Linked DNA regions of Mus musculus: region 1 is linked to region 2. Evidence: chromatin contacts called from public Hi-C data. All regions are on one chromosome and are shown on one strand. The core of a region is the stretch at or near the end of the contact, and the rest is flanking DNA. Distances in the headings are between cores, read along the strand shown. Region 1 has its middle 170 kb from the start of Mdfic. Region 2 holds the start of Mdfic (MyoD family inhibitor domain containing).

Region 1 (5,310 bases), core at 2,173-4,672, 170 kb before region 2:
CGACAATGTGTTTTCTTTGGTTGGTGGTTTAGTCCCAGGAAGCTCTGCGGGTACTGGTTAGTTCATATTGTTGTTCCTCCTATAGGACTGCAAACCCTTTCAGCTCCTTGGGTACTTTTTCTAGTGCCTTCATTGGGGACCCTGTGCTCCATCCGAGTATTGTGTATGCCTGGCATTCTCTATGGCTCTTCCACTCATAGCCTTTTCCCTTCATTTCTTCTTTATAAGACCTTCTCTAACCATGCATTGAAAAATGTTGTCTGCTTATAGTATCCTATCTTGCCCTTTACTTTTTTCTAACCTCTTAAAACAATCTACCCTGCTGAATGTTTTTACTTTTCTTGAATTTTTGTCAGAAAGTCCTTTTAAATGAATGAGTACATTTGCATATGGAATTTTAGGCAAATTAGAAGGGTTTTAGTATAGGTAAAATGGCAGTAGTTCCAATTTTACCTGACAGCAGGTTGCTGTGACCATTAAGTAGATAATACAGTATACGTAAATGACTTTGCCTGGTATGACATTCTTGCCACATACTCATAAATGCTTCCCTTCTCAATCTGTAAACTTGAAATGGTAATTCTAGTTACCCGCAGTGAGTGTTTCGTGGGCATCAAAGATAAGTTGGAAATATTCACTGAGTTGAGAGGAGGCAAGGACTTAGAAGATGTAATTAAGCTAAAGATCTTGAAATAAGATTATACTGGACTATCTGGGTAGGTTCTAAATTGAATGACAACTCTCCATTTAAGACTTATGTGCTCCTAGCACTCGGAAGGCAGAGGCAGGTGGACTTCTGAGTTCAAGGCCAGCCTGGTCTACAAAGTGAGTTCCAGGACAGCCAGGGCTACACAGAGAAACCCTGTCTCAAAAACCAAAAAAAAAAAAAAAAAAAAAAAAAAAAAAGACTTATGTGTTAACTGTATATGAGATGAATCCCCAGGGACATTGCCTTCAGTCTCTGCTCCACACTTTATCTCCATATTTGCTCCTGAGATTATTTTGTTCTCCTTCTAAGAAGGACCGAAGCACCCACACTCTGGTATTCCTTCTTATTGAGCTTCATGTGGTCTGTGAATTGTATCCTGGTTATTTGGGGCTTTGGGGTGAATATACTATCAGTGAGTGCATATCATGTGTGTTCTTTTTTGATTGGGTTAACTCACTCAGGATGATCCATTTGTTCTATCCAACTCACTGGTTCTATCCATTTGCCTAAGAATTTCATGAATTCATCATTTTTAATAGCTGAGTAGTACTCCATTGTGTAAATGTACCACATTTTCTGTATTCATTCCTCCGTTGAAGGACATCTGGTGGGTGGGTAGAGGAACACCCTCATAGGAGCAGGGGGAGGGAGGATGTCATAGGGTGTTTCCAAGAGGGAGGGAAACCGGGAAAGGGGATAACGTTTGAAATGTAAATAAAGAATATATCTAATAAAAAAAGAAAAAGAAAAAGAAAAAAAAGTTGACACAGAAAATCAGCAAGTACAGTATCTTTCTAGAAATTTACTCATTTGATTTTAATTCTCGCAACTGTTTGCATTATTATCAATTTGACTTATAAAAAGCATTTAATAATGAATTCACTTTCAATTCTGAATTTAATAAAATTTATTGACATTTTATAAAAAAATAAAAAAAATTACTTACTTGGGATAAAACTACAGGGGGCAGGAGTCACCAAAGTGACAGGAACAGTCAGGGTGAGGTAGCTCCACCTTAATAATACTAGGAATTACCAAAGACAGAGATTCAAAGACAAAATACTCTCTCAAAGCCAGAAGTACCACATGCCTGGCTGGATTTGGATATTTTAGATTCAGGAGGTATGGCATCATAAATTTTCATTGTTTTAAGTTTCCAGGGACATGATAATTTGTTATGGAGGTCTTTGTTCTTACAGCTTTAAGAATCTAATACATTATCTAGTGGAATCACTGTGAAAGCAGAAGAAAGTGATATGTGTTCCACTCCTAGTGACAGCATATAATGAATAAATAAGCAATCGTCATTGTTGTGAATGTTACCAACCAAATTCTAACTTGGTTTCAATATGGAGTCACTAAAGGAATCCCATGAAAGAGGAGGCAGGAAGAGTGCAAGAGCCAGATGGGATGGAAGACACCAGGGGAACAAGGCCCTCTAAGTTAACTGAGCAAGGCTCACATGAACTCAGAGAAGGTAAAGCAGAGAGAACATATATGTATGTGTATGTAGACTCTCTTGGGGCTCTTTTCCTTCTGTTGGTTTCCCTTCTCTAACTTCACCATGATGCCTTTTGTTCTATCGCTTGTTTTCCCTCTTTGTAGCCTGTTACTTTCTAATGAGAAAAGGGAGGAGAATGGATCTCAATGCGAGAGGAAATGAGAGGAGCTGGGAGGAGGAGGGGGCGGGGAAACTGTAATCAGGATATATTGTATGAGAAAAGAATCCATTTTTAACCAAAGGGAAAGCATTTTTAAATTTTTACTTTAAAAATACATGGAGTCACAAGTTCTGCAATTTGGTTTAACATCGTGAAATACAGCAAACTTGCAGGGCTAAGTTTTCCTTCTAAACATTAAGCGAACTTGTTTTACTTTCAGGGTTATACAGTAATGTCTGTAGGAACTTTATTGCCCTGTTGCCAATTTTAATGTATTTGTGGTTCTAGGCCCCAAGATTCCAGAGCAAAATGAGTGTGTTGTCCTCTAATGTTGCAAAGTATTAATGCCAGCCTGAAAGTGCAATAAGCTCATTGTTTGTTTTTTCCAAACTGGTTTAAATTCCCACAATAGCTCTATGAATTTAGCTGAACACCTATAGTAATATTTTAGAGGTATTACATATAAACCTTGACTCCTACAATATCTTCGAATGATATGATTAAACGAGGAATCTTTTCCATTATCAGTCTGTGACACAGCAGAATAAATAACTTTCTAAGGCACTTTTCTAGTCACAAACTGGTCATGGCTGTGCTCAGCAATGTTCTGTGAGCTATTCAGGTTACCCTCAGATGACCATTTTGCCCTGTCAGCTCAGGATGGTGGCCTGGTATTTTAGGGAAGCACCCAATTAATTGGTTAAAAAAGAACAAAGGGACTCTCAGCCTGACAGTTGAGCCACAGAGCTGGAACTACAGGTGCACACCTATGGAAAAGTGCTATGCCAGGCATCTTCTTCACCTTGGAGTCAGGAGGCATTGCCGTGAGCTTGCTCTCCATCCAATAAAGCCATTTGGGGGAAAGTGGGAAAGGAGGGAAGCCGAGAGTAAATCAGTGACCTCCAGATTCTCAGGAGGCCAGGATTACGGTAAGAGAAAAAAATCAATCAGGGAATTGCTTTATTTCTATTTCCTTGTTAGAAAAGGACCACACAGAGTGAGCATCTAGGTAATACAGTACAACTGTGAAAACAAGATGTTGGCAGGACAGAGAGGTGTGAGCAGGAAGGTGAGGAGGGCATATTTGGAAGTAGTCCACCTCATTTTTCCTGGGAATAGTTGGTGAGCCAGTAACATAAATCAAGAAAACGCTTCAAAACATTCATTATCTTTGAGGATCATTTATTATGTATGTCTGAGGCCAGCTTGGTACGGCATGAAAGAAGAAGTCGGTGTGTAGCTGGTGTGCTTGAACTACTGAGAAATGAAAGAACATGTTGACTCCTTTTTTTCAAAAAAAAAAATGTTTAGCCGCTATTGAGCAATATATTTCAAAATCCATTTTGAATAAATAAAATTCCAGAAGGCTTTTGTTCTTCCTAAAATGTTCTAAAACCAAAGAGTGGTAGAATATAATTTTTGAGTAGGTTGCTTAACTTTATTTAGAAAGCAAAACTTATTTCTTTTTCCTGATTAAAATAGTAGTTAGTTCTCTAACTCATTTCTTTTATATCTGTATAAATAGAAGATACTTCAGCCGGATGTTAAATTGGTAAAGAAAGAATTTATCTTTATCGGGTTTTCTGTTAATGTTTCACAGTTCTCTACAAAGGTCAATGGAAGTCCTGCTGGTGGGTGTCTGTGTAAGCATCATAGGTGAAACTCTCCCCTTAATGCAATAAACAAAAACAAAACGCCAGGCTTCAGATGCAAGTCTTGTCTATTGTATCAGGTAAACATTAGCTTTGGAAGAACAGATGGAATGTTCCTGACAAGTTTGGCAAGGTGAGTGGAAACTGTTACTCATGCTCTTTTTTTTTTTTTTTTTCCCTGAACAAGTGATAATTTGCGACAGGCTAAATTAGTGTTGGAAAAACAAGTTATGATAGATTGTACGCAAACATTTAATGAACTACCACAGAGACTCAGAAACTGTAAGGCACTGAGAACCATTGTCCCAAAATATATGGTAATGATCACACTGAAAGCCTCACACTGCTCAAAAACGTACAGATCATTATCTCTAAAGTTATATTTCTGACTTATTTTTGCACGTGTAAAAAATATGTCCAAAGACTGTAATTTTCTTTCTATAATAAATATACATGGATTAACAGTATTTGGTTTTTACAAACATTGGTTAACAGTTTTAAGTCAAGAGACACATTTTAAGATGGCAAAACATGTCAACTTGTTGAGCAGCAGGTGTGGGCAATGTCAGCTTATGCATGTGCTATGTCTGGCCTTAGGCTAGACAGAGATAGTGAGAAATGGCATGGGTATTAGACTTAAAATTTTACACATTTCATTAATACATCAAAAAAAATCCCACACAATAAATAGGAATGCATACATATGCATGCTTTATAGTTCAAAGAGGGAAAAATAGAGATGATGTCAGAGATGGTAAGGTCAGACTGACTGGAAAGCTTAGGGTCCTGCTGTGTCTGAGATTTTCCAAGGAGTAGAGAATATCAGTTTCTTCAAGTGTGTGTGTTTGGGGGTGGGGGTGACAGAGACAGAGAGACAGAGAGACAGAGAGACAAAAAAAAGAGATAGGGTCAGATTTAATTAACACTTAGCTAATATAGAGCTCATTTGCATTAAATAAGACTCAAAACACCTTTTTTTTTCTTTCATTATTAAAGTCAAATTAAGTGAAATTTCAGAAATCTGAACAGGATAGATAAACAGAAGTTATAACTCCTAGAGTAAAAAAAAGAAGGGTTGAGTTGGAGTGTCTGGGGCCCTGGGAAATATCTAATAAGGAGCTCAGCGATGGGAGGGAACACAGTCATGGGAGGGAGCACAGAGAAGGGAGGGAGCACAGTGATTGGTGGACTCACAGTGAAGGGAGGGAGCACGATGATGGGAGGGAGCACAGAGAAGGGAGGAAGCACAGTGATGGGAGGGAGCACAGTGATTGGTGGACTCACAGTG
Region 2 (5,532 bases), core at 2,166-4,665:
AGTGAGGCCCAAATGGCCTTTCACCTACCAAGGTATTTCTACAGGAATTTTGCATGAGAGCATAACTCAATATTTCAGATGTTGGTTATAAACAGGAAAATCATTTAAAACTCATTTACGTTCTGTTTGCAAAAGCAGAGACAACAAATCAGAAGCCCAGAGGTCAGATCCAACCTCCAGATGTGGTAGGTTCTTTGCCACAGGGGAAAATAAACAAACATACACATACACACACACACACACACACACACACACACACACACACACACACACAAACTGACTCAATTTGTTACTATAAAATGATGGAACAATACACATATGCATCTAGTATCCCTTAGGACATCAGAAGACATGAACCCACATGACAGTACTTAACTAGAACTAAGTCGTGTTATCGCCTGGCCCACTTCCTTTCCTGGACACTGAATCCCACAGATACCTTGCCTGTCACTTTCCTGGTCCCCATTTATTGCATGTAGCATGCAAGCACCTTACTCTGTAACAGCATTGTAGATATTAGTACTATAATATCTATGCTTTCAAAGCAACAGAAAAGTTCACAGAAGCACAGCGGAAAGGTCCGCGTCCAGGACTGTCCTTTCAGTAAAGAAAACCTTGCAAACTCAGTGTTGAAAATGCAGCAGGCTATCATGTTACGTTTCTCAACCCCACATTCCAGGTTCTAGAAAGGAGCCCAGAATCTGATTAGGAGGTTCAAACTAGATTTTAAAAATCCCTAAGATTACTTCCAATTTTTAAGAATTACACCTTGGGTTAACATAGTGAATAGTTCATCACAACATACTAAATGTGCTTTTACATATATTAGGTGCACATATAATAAGTGTGTTTAACACGGCAGAAGACATATCTCACATTCCTTTTTTTTCTTTTGCAAATATCTTCTGTAAATGTCCCTTAAATGTTATATTTTCCTTACTTAATTTAGTGTGTAGAATTTTAAAACTAAACTTTGATTAACTGAACACTAGTGTCCTACTATGCTCAGACACTATGTTTTGTTTCCCAGCGATAGGGTGAGCAGGTGGGACTATTGGAGGAAGGCAATGTTCAATTGCAAGAGGACATTGGTTTTCCATAGAGAGATATACACGTTGTATGCAGCTAGCGTTAACCTCAGGCCCTTTGAGATGTCTTCCTCCTTGTGCGCAGATCACCTGACACCAAGCAGCTTTGTACACAGGAGGTACCATGACAAGTTCTTCCAGGAGATTTTAACCATCCCTAGCGTTAACACTAGATTTTGTGCGTATTGGCTATTTCCAAATCCAATTTTTTTTTTTTTGGTTTTTTTTTTTTTTTTTTTTTTTTTTTTTTTTGGTTTTTCGAGACAGGGTTTCTCTGTATAGCCCTGGCTGTCCTGGAACTCACTTTGTAGACCAGGCTGGCCTCGAACTCAGAAATCCGCCTGCCTCTGCCTCCCAAGTGCTGGGATTAAAGGCGTGCACAACCACACCCGGCCCAATAGTTTTACCTGGAGTGTTTGCAGTTGATTTTTGGCGTAAGCATTGTTTACCAGGAGTGATTAATGACTGAAGTGGGAGTATAAAGAGCCTATCGACGAGTGGCTATGACTGTGGAGGGTGGGCGGGCATGGCTAATGGCAGGGAGATGACAATGTTGACAATGCAGTGTGTGTAAGACGGGCTGCTTCTGAGAAAACGTGTTTATCAATCTGGTTCTTCTCTACAGCTAATCACTTGGATTCTCTCTGTTTAGGAAAAGAAATGAGTCACTCTTCTAAATCGAAATGATAAACATAACATTTCAATTTACGCTTGGATGTTTTCTGCTACTATCTACTCTGGTTAGAACAGCAACTCCTTTCCTCCCCCCCCTCCCCACCCCCCACCCCCCGAATTAAAAAGAGAAGAAAGAAACTTAAGGCAGTATATATTTGGGTACTGGGAGACAAGATTTTAGACATGCTTAAAATCAAGAGTTTTGGAGAGCTGGAAAGTTATCTGGTGTCTGCCAGTCAGAACTGTCCTCATTGGAATTGTCCTTACTGGAAAAGGGAAGAGAAATGGTGAGAGTCTGGTTCTGCCACCAAAGAGCACCTGAAGTCTATTACCTTCAAAGAATTTTAAAATGTGGTTATGGAAGCTTCCCAGAAGCAAACGATTTTGTTTTCCCTTTGGAAGAACTCAAAAGAGTTAATTCATTCTTGGAACGTGTTTATTCCAAAACAAACGTTATTGAAAACATATGCACGAGCCATTCCAAAAGAAACTGGTCTCAGAAACCTGGATGCTTAACCTGGGGGTCAGAGTACCCCACAAGAACCAGAAAGATGAGGAGAGCCCACGCTAGCTCAGAGAGCAGAGACTGCCCTGCATGAGAAAAGAACATAAGAACTTAAGAGTACTAGACAAGGGTTGGAGACTTCACACCCCTCCTGAGTCCCAGGCCAAGAAGTGCTTAGGCAGAAGGTAGAAGCCATCTAGTCAACCAGTTTCTAGCAAGAAAAGGGAATAGAGGGGCCAGGGATCCCGCCCTCCTATCCGGTTGTTGATCTGGGGCAGTGATCCTCTGGCAGACTTGTTTAAGTAACATAAGTGTGCAAAAGTTCACAATTCCGAAGTTGAAGCCCATCCTCGCAGTTCCCCACTCCCACCACCACCACCACCCATCCCTAAGTGTGCAAGCACGTCCCAGAAACTCGCAACTCGCAAGTACTTGTTACTCACCGTGGGCCGGGGAGCCCAGCCGGCCGCCGCCCGCCTCGACCGGGCACTGCTGCTCCGCGGGCCCGGGAGCGAGGGCTTCACCCGCGCAGGACATGGGCCACGCTCCGAGCCAGAGCCGTCCCCGCGGGGTGCACGGACCCCAGCTGCTTAGGTGCTGGGTGCAGGAAACGGCCTGCCTCTGGCGGGAAAAGCAAAAGGGACAGCAGGATCAACTGTTTTTAGAGCACAGCACGCCGCAATGCCTGGGCCATTCCCTCCCCCTCCGCGTCCCTCCTCCAACTCCACCCCAGGGAAGTTAGGATTTGAAAGCAGCCTGGGGGGACGCTGCGAACGGGACGCGCGCGCTGGGAGGGGACGCGCGGGGACTCGGCGGCAGAGCGACCTAAGGGACCTCCACCTACCTTGGCATCCCCCCCGTGGGCTGTTCCGGGTCCCTTCCTCCCGCCACCGGTAGTCAGCGAGGCTCTGGCCGCGGCCCCATCACGCCCTGGCAGCCTGACCACGTCCCTCCGGCCCCGGGAGTGGCAGCGACAGTGGCAGCCGCCCGCGCTGACTCCGCGCACTCCGTCCCTTCCCTCCGGGCAGCCCCTCTCCTCCGGGAAGGACTTTAGGATCCACTTGTGCGTCTCTTTCACCCTCGCGCTGCCACTCCTACACTCTTCAAACACTTCTCTCTCTGTGGCTCCCTTTCATCATATCCGGATTGGGGTGGCCTCGAACTCTTGGCAGACAGCCCCGAGGTTGGGGGCGGCGCGACCTAGGTTTGGCCCTGAGCTCCCTTGCGAGGGAGCTGTCTGGGTCAGGAGGCCAGAGCTGGACAGGCCAGATGCAGGCTCCCTAGCCCAGGCCCACCAAGGTTAGGGAAAACAGGGAGGGAGCTAACCTTGGCAGCTCAAACATCTTCAACCTTTCTGGGAAAGTCCCCCTCAAACCACTTTCAATCCTGCCCTTCGATAGACTATTAAATAATCTTGAGGAATGCCCCAGGGAAGCGACCTTTGAAAACAGGGAAGGGTGTGTGTGTGTGTGTGTGTGTGTGTGTGTGTGTGTGTGTGTGTGTGTGATGAATGTACATGTGTGTTCAAACACACACACTGACTTTCCTGGTACTATGAAGACATAAATGTGTATTTAAAACCTTGTTCACAGGTCCCAAGTACTTGTCTAATCTCTTCATCTTTTTCTTTTTTATTACTTTACTTCTGTCAGACAGGATTCCTGATCTGGTTAAACCAGTTGCACAGAGCCACCCAGGAGTGCAAGGTGAACATTCTTGAGCACATCTGTCCTACCCCAGGCTGAGTGCCTCTCTGACCGTGTGACGTCTGCGGGAAGCTAAACTGTGCTCAGACGTAAAAGGTTCATTGTCGGTGGCTTTTTAAATGAAATGTTCTGACTGTGGCAGACTCTAAAGGGCCAAGAGCAAGTGTAACGGGCTGTTAAGAACTTTTATACATCTGGTTAATTTTTGTTCTTTGTTTGAGTGAAATGCAGAGTTCAGTGGAGGTGCATATCAAAACTGAAGAAACTTAATGGTTTCTCCTTCTCACTCACCCCCATCATTACTAATAATACATCAGGAATGTTTATCTTCAAAAAGTGACCATTCAAGTTCTTTTCAACTGACGGAAAAGGTCTATTTCTTACCTCTAAAGAAACAAGAACTTGATTTCAACTACTCCGAGAAATCAATCTTCAAAGGTTCTGAAGGCAGGTATTTGGATTCCATAGAAAATGGCATTTTTCTCGGTGACCTATAGCTAATAGATATGGCCCCGTTTTTAAATAAAATTTGTAGATTCATAGATGACATTGTAAAAAGTGCCTTAAGTCTCTTAAGAACGTGTCAAGAGTCTGGACTACATAGAACCTACTGTTGTGATCATAAAAAGAGAAAGAGCTATAAAGATATGTTCTAGCTGGTGGGGTGTGGGGAAGGGGGTGTCTTGGTGGGGCCCATGTCAAGCCATCCCTTCTTCCTGAGGGACCAGTCACAGGACTGTATAGTATAGAATAGAGTTTATTCAGGGCAGGGGGAGGGGAGTTAAGAGAATAGTAGAGGCAGAGAAAGGCAGAGAGAAGGAGAGAGTAGAGAAGTAGAGACCACATGGAGAGAGAGGGGAAAGGAATGGGGGTGGGGGAGCAAGGGAGCAATGAGCAAGAGAGGCAAGAGCACAAGAGAGGGAGGAGGAGACAATCAGCCCCTTTTATAGTGGGTCAGGCCTACCTGGCTAATGCCAGGTAACTGTGGGGGTGGAGTCCAGACAGAATACCAACACCTACCTCTTGGGACCAGGTCAGTTGTGGGGAAGGCTTGTCAGCATTAAAGAACACACAGGAAACTTGTGCTCTACAAAGCACAGCCTTTGCTTACAAGAGTCAGTGAGAAAGTTCTGCAAAGTTCTTCTTTGTCCCCTTACTGTTTATCTCCTTGTTCAGTTTGTTCATTCTGTCACAAGCACATGGTACCCTTGTGGAGGTCAGAGGATGGCCTCCAGTCCTTACCTTTCACCTTGTTTGAACAGGGTGCCCTTATTGTCCCTAGCTACACACACCAGGATAGCATGCAGACTTCTGAATTTACAGCTATTTACATGTCTCTAACACCCATCTCCCTGTAGGAACACCAGAATTATAAGGCTACACTTCTATCTCTCCCAACACACCTTCTCAGGCTTGCACACAAGCCATTCTCCCACAGAGCCATCTCCCCCAATAAATGTTTTTTCATCGAATTGCACACCATATTTCACTTTTACACATGACATAAGATACCTAACTTTTCTGATAAGATGAGCATAAAACATCCTCTTTCACTATG

What was found. Hi-C and Micro-C count contacts between places; a contact is called where the count stands out from the background.
Region 1: a Hi-C map of liver shows a contact between it and region 2, with 1.6 times the contacts expected there. The contact joins the enhancer-like site here to the promoter of Mdfic in region 2. A contact is called at or near these places in 1 of 39 promoter capture datasets (liver), 5 of 484 Hi-C or Micro-C datasets (liver and uterus), 1 of 115 datasets of contacts at active chromatin or transcription factors (bone marrow-derived macrophages) and 1 of 9 other capture datasets (pancreatic islet).

What each region holds. Positions count from the first base shown.
Region 1 is chr6:15,892,058-15,897,367 of GRCm38.p6, reverse strand. No RefSeq gene overlaps it. Among named protein-coding and RNA genes, the nearest start is that of Mdfic, 170 kb to the right of the region's middle. Within about 2 kb of position 3,422, at least 4 of the 459 cell types and tissues checked have an H3K27ac peak or open chromatin away from gene starts, as enhancers often do. A contact at or near this core is called in liver, where this site is marked.
Region 2 is chr6:15,718,544-15,724,075 of GRCm38.p6, reverse strand. It overlaps Mdfic (MyoD family inhibitor domain containing), which reads right to left and starts at 3,415. Exons shown (of 5, transcript NM_175088.5): 1 at 3,113-3,415; 2 at 2,712-2,889. The coding sequence starts at 2,805.